Regions from separate parts of the Sus scrofa genome. Here region 1 is linked to region 2. The links are chromatin contacts, called in public HiChIP or PLAC-seq maps. All regions are on one chromosome and are shown on one strand. Each heading gives the region's core, a stretch centred on a gene start, on an enhancer-like site or on the middle of the called end of the contact. The rest is flanking DNA. Distances are from core to core; before and after follow the strand shown. Region 1 holds the start of LOC110257311. Region 2 holds the start of NDUFAF2 (mimitin, mitochondrial).

Evidence for each region. HiChIP or PLAC-seq counts read pairs in DNA pulled down with a chosen protein or histone mark.
Region 1: a contact with region 2 is called in an H3K27ac HiChIP or PLAC-seq map of alveolar macrophages. The contact joins the promoter of LOC110257311 here to the promoter of NDUFAF2 in region 2. A contact is called at or near these places in 1 of 5 promoter capture datasets (liver), 4 of 47 Hi-C or Micro-C datasets (embryonic fibroblasts, fetal skeletal muscle, heart right ventricle and 1 more) and 1 of 2 datasets of contacts at active chromatin or transcription factors (alveolar macrophages).

Annotation. Positions count from the first base shown.
Region 1 is chr16:40,104,750-40,107,449 of Sscrofa11.1, forward strand. It overlaps LOC110257311, which reads left to right and starts at 1,437. Exons shown (of 1, transcript XM_021076974.1): 1 at 1,437-2,700. The coding sequence starts at 1,874. The coding sequence ends at 2,590. ZSWIM6 (zinc finger SWIM domain-containing protein 6) reads left to right here and starts at 750. Exons shown (of 14, transcript XM_021076973.1): 1 at 750-1,430. The coding sequence starts at 776.
Region 2 is chr16:39,768,929-39,771,671 of Sscrofa11.1, forward strand. NDUFAF2 (mimitin, mitochondrial) reads left to right here and starts at 1,470. Exons shown (of 4, transcript XM_021077006.1): 1 at 1,470-1,692. The coding sequence starts at 1,566. It overlaps ERCC8 (DNA excision repair protein ERCC-8), which reads right to left and starts at 1,402. Exons shown (of 12, transcript XM_003133989.6): 1 at 1,246-1,402. The coding sequence starts at 1,322.

The DNA of each region.
Region 1 (2,700 bases), core at 187-2,686, 340 kb after region 2:
CTTTTCTCCGGCGCCGCAGCCTGGGCTGGGGGTGGGGGGAGTTCCTCCGGTCTGACTGGAGGGGAAGCGGGCGGCCGGGCAGCTTCAGCCGCACCTCCTCCGCCTTCCTCTCCACCCCGGTCCCCGGGGTTCCACGCCGCATTTCTTTGTTTTGAAAGCGCCTCCTCCGCCCAGAGGCTTTTCCCCCGGCGGGCAGGCTCTGATGGGGGGGTGGGGCATCGACCCGCCGGCCCCGCCCTCCATTTAGCTCGGACACCTCCTCCTTACTCACCTCCTATCTCCCCTTCCCTCCCCGCTGCGACCCACGAGGCGCGTCCTCACTTGCAGGACATCAAAGGATGGCAGGGAATTGGAGGGGTAAGTTGAGTAGGCTAGGGGCGCAAAGACCCACCCACCTTAGGCCAGGCCTGGCGGCCCGCCCCCTCCCGCGGGAACCCTGCCAGAGCCCCGCCCCTCCGCGTCACAGCAGCCTGACATTCTCACAACCCCACCGGCACCCAACCCCACCGCCCCCGCTACCCTGGTGTCCGCGGAGTGCTCTATTTATGTTTCAGCCCAGCGATTTGCATAGGGCCCGCCCCTGGCCCTAGGTCCCCCTATCGGTGCCCCGCCTCAGCCAGGACGTCATGGAGAAGGCCTCGCCTCTTGTGCCCATACAAGGAGCGGCGGGCCCTAGATGGCAGCGTGGCGTCGCGGCGGCGTGTGCGTGTCGCGCTTCCTTGTGCCGTTTATAGGGTCTCGGCACTTCCGCTGTCGGGTTAGAAGCGGCGCGGTCATGGCGGAGCGCGGACAGCAGCCTCCTCCCGCGAAACGGCTCTGCTGCCGGCCGGGCGGCGGCGGCGGCGGCGGCAGCGGCGGCGGGGCCAGCAGCGGCGGCGGAGGAGCGGGTGGCGGTTACAGCTCTGCCTGTCGGCCGGGCCCGCGGGCGGGCGGTGCGGCGGCAGCGGTGTGCGGGGGCGGCGCAGCGTTGGGGCTGCTGCCACCGGGCAAGACCCAGAGCCCCGAGTCGCTGCTGGACATCGCTGCGCGCAAGGTGGCTGAGAAGTGGCCGTTCCAGCGCGTGGAGGAGCGCTTTGAGCGCATCCCGGAGCCGGTGCAGCGCCGCATCGTCTACTGGTCCTTCCCCCGCAGCGAGCGGGAGATCTGCATGTACTCGTCCTTCAACACCGGCGGCGGCGCCGCGGGCGGCCCCGGCGACGACAGCGGCGGCCCCGGCGGCGGCGCGGGCGGCGCGGGCGGCGGCGGCTCCTCGTCCTCGCCGGCCGCCACCTCGGCCGCCGCCGCCGCCGCCGCTGCCGCCGCCGCCGGGGCCGGGGCCCCGTCGGTGGGGGCCGCCGGGTCGGCGGACGGCGGCGATGAGACACGGCTGCCCTTCCGCCGGGGCATCGCGCTGCTGGAAAGCGGCTGCGTCGACAACGTCCTGCAAGTCGGTGAGTCACGGGGCAGTCTGGGGGCCGTCTGTCCGTCGGTCAGTCCCTCAGGGGGGCGCCCGCCCCCTCCCCTCTGGGCAGCCCCTCAGCGCAGCGCGCGCCCGCACCCCGCCCGGTGCCCTCACCGGCCCGGACAGTCCTCCTGAGTGGAGCGCCCATTTCCTCCCCGCCCCTCCCCGCCCCCTGTCTCCCCGGACGGGCCAGCGCGAGTGGGAAATGAATCAGCAGGACGCGCCCCGCCGCGGGGTCGGCGGGGTGGGTGTCGGGTGCTCCCGGTCCCCTCCATTCCTCCCCCTCCTCCCCCGGAGCACGTCCTGGAGCCCTGCTCGCCTGTTTTGGGGGGTGAATGTGGACAAAGGCACCGGCGGACGGCCGGGCTCCGGCGGAGGGTGTGTGTGGCGGGGCCGTGCGGGGCGGGGGAGGGGGCGCGGGCCGCACAGACAATGCCGGCCGGTGCCGAGCGGGCGGCCGGGCCGAGCTCTATGCTCTCTCTCCTCTCTTTCCTTGTCTGTGGCTCGCTGAGCGTCTTTCTTTCTCCTCTCCCCCTCCCTCCCCGCCCCCTCGATTTGAGGGGAGGAAAATACATTTTAATGCCACTCGGCGGCCGCTCCTCTCAGGGCTTCGACGGGCTGGCGGCCGTGGCGCTCCAGGGGTCGCTGCGGCGTCTGGGCTGGCCCGGACGAGCTCCGCCGGTCGCCCCGGGATTTAAATGTCCTTCGCTCCGCGCCTTGCCCTGTGGGAGCTGCGCGGGCGGCGGGCTGGACGCCTCTCCTGAGGGATCTCTCCCGCCGAAGACGCCCCCCGAATTAAAGGGCGCGAGCCGGGCCGGGAGCGGCTGGCTCTTCCCCTTTCCGAGGCATGCCCGGGTTTCCTCCCGCCAGAGTTCTCTTTGCGCGAGGGGCCGGGGGTCGCGCTCCGTGCGAGCCGCGGGGAGCAGTGACGGCCCGGGGCTCGCGGCCGGCGGCTGCAGGAGCGCGAGGCGGAGGGGCTCCGAGGCTGCTCCCGCGTCCCGCCCGGAGCGACCGCCTGGCAGCCGGGCACGACCTCGCACTTTGTTCTCATTTTCAGGTTTATTTGTGTTCCTTTCAGTTTTCTGTCACCTCCGAAAAGGGGAAACCAAACAAAAGAGTCTCTATTTCTTTTCAGGGCTTGTAAAGTAGAAGATATTTGACAAAGGCGAGAGAAGGACTTGTGATTTAAAGCTGCACAGCCCTCCTTTCTCTGACAGACCATGAGAGTTTTCTCAAATACCGAGTTTTAAGAGCTTTCT
Region 2 (2,743 bases), core at 220-2,719:
TGGCTAGGAAATCTTATGTCCCCCTTGCTTCACATATCATCTTGCATTAAAGATACCTAAATTTCTCCTGAGCATCAAACGTATATATGCAACTGTCTACTCCACTCTCCAAGTGAAATCTTCACAAGTTCCTTGACAGCAATATGGGAAAAATCAGTATGAGCAAAATTAAAGTAAAACTTGCTCCCTCTTTGGGAAAAGATAACACCATGATTCACCCTGCCACACAAGGCACATAGCTGGGAATCATTGCTGATTCCTCCCTTTTCATCATTTTCCTATATCCAATTAATTTCCATGGTGACTGCATTTCTTATTTTTCAAGTATCTTCATCCTCTTTGTTCCAACTGCCAAGTCCCTGGCTCAACTCTCTCCTTGCAAGTTACCTAACTTAGCTCCCAGTCTTGCTCTGAACTTCAATTCATTCTCCAAGCAGATGACAAAATGCAATACTTGTCACTTTATTCTCATCTTCATACCTCTCAACCAAGCACACAAGTCTCTTCCTCATCTTGCCTCTGCCTACTTCTCCAGCTTCATCTTTTGTCAGTGGCCCTCTCTCTGCTGAATCCTCTGCTGTAGTTACGTTAAACTTTGTTCATTTCTGGCCCGTGCTCTGCCTTTAACATATTGCTTAGCACACAGAAGGATCTCACTAAATACATCGACAGAATGAAAGACGGAATTCTTGGAGGAGAGTTACTCCTTGGGAGGTGAGGAAGGAAGGAGGGAGAAGGAATAAAGTAAAACAAAAATATCCTCGGGAGTTCCCTGGTGGCCCAGTCGGTTAAGGATTCAGCCTTGTCACTGCTGTGGCTCTGGTTACAACTGTGGCTAGGGTTGGATCCCTGGCCCTAGAACTTCCCTATGTCCCAGGCCGGGCCAAAAACCAAAACAAACCAAAACATAAAAAACCCGCAAATTTAAAGAATGTGTGTGTGCCTGTATAATTGAGTTACTTTTCTATACAGCAGAAATTGGCACAACACTCAATCATAAAATAGCGAATTAAAAAAACCACAAAAATATCCTCATTAGGTTTATAGCGCCTTCACCCGATTTCACGATGGTACCCACCTGACTACAGGTATACAACAGATATTTTATTTTTTCAAGACACAGGAGTAAAGTCGAGCGTGGTGGGAGTAAAAGGATAATGAGGAGGGAAAGTATGAGCAAGGCTAACATAGCCATTGGTTCAGATTTTAACTGGCGTACTAGAAAAAAACTAAGGTTTTCTTTACCTCCGTGTGGACTCCGCTCTCCGTAGGCGAAGAGGGTCCTCCAAACCCGCTTGTCGCGCCGACAAAAACCCTAGCATCCCTTCCTTTTACCCCAGGTGGAGAGCTGGACGCCGCCATGACAGAACTCGGAGGCAGCGGGTGTAGCAGCGGAGTCTCACATTGGTTAAGCATGATGCGATCCCACCAATGGTGAGTGCCGTTACTAGAGGGTGGATTGCTCTCAGCCGGTGGGCGGGGTCGGCGGCGGGGGCGTTCTCCCCTTGGTAGCCTGGATCCCGGCAGGTCTTACCGCTACTGGCGCTGGAAGGTGATCCGGAAACATGGGCTGGCCTCAGGGTTTGTTCCGCGTCTTGTGGCGAGCACTGTCGAAGGAAGTGAAGGAGCAAGTGGGCACAGACCGGTTCGGGAACAAATACTACTATATCCCGGAGCACAAGAACTGGAGAGGTGAGATGTGGGCAGGGGCGCAGGTTGCGCGGTCACGAAGTGAGAGGAAAGGGGGAGCGTCTAGTTAACTAAAGCGACGTGCGGCACTTGTGATAATCACCAGAGTGCACAACCCGAGTTGGTTATCTCGCCGCCCCCTCCACTCTGGCCGCTGGCTTTGCGTCCGCTCTGGGTGAGCGGCCCCATGTGTGACCGAGGTACCTCAGCTGCAGCGCCGGGGTCCGCAGCCTGCCGCGGCTGGCGCTAGCACCGCACTCACCCTTCGCCCAGCACCTACAGTCTTGCAGGTGGAGGGCGCCCCAGTGTGGGTGTTTACCATGGGGCGACGTAGACGGGGACTAGTCCACTGAGGCCTTTTACCAAAGGTGCTTGAAGTGGCGGGGAAGTGCCTTTCCTCCTCCGTGCCGGCTTTGGGAGCAGGCCGGCGTGAAGTAATTTAAGAGGTGTATTTTCAGCGCCTCCGCTCTCATCTTTCTTAGCGTTAATCTTTTTTTCCCCGTGACTTTGGCATTGGCCCCATGCGTCACCTTCCTTATGGCCAAAACTGTTTGAAGTAGGTCCATGTACAGTGACAGTATGGAAGAAGATACCCGCAAGGCTCCAGGTTACCTTTACTGCGAGGTTGCCCTCCAGAAACTTGTTGAGCTCACTTTAAGATACATGGTTCTAACCGTACTTCTGTGTAGGAATGTGCAAAGTCTTGGTGTTTGGGGAGGTAGGGACCTTCCTGTCCATTGAAATCACACCACGTGGCAGCCGTCATAAGCTGTATTGTTCAAACATCACGATTTCAGAAGATCTCAAGCTTTGGGTTTAGAAACGTTTGGGTAAGAATCTCGACTTTGATACCTAATAGCTGAGGGATCATGGACAAAATATTTATCCTCCCCAAGTCTTAGTATCTTCACCTCAAAGTTAGAGATGATAATAATAGCAACAATATTGAGAAGCACTAAGACCTTTCAAAATTGTGTTCTGTTCATTTCCTTTAACGCCTGACAGAGGATTTCTCCTTCATTCCTAGTGGAGCCACAGGTAAAGTGTGTTGCTG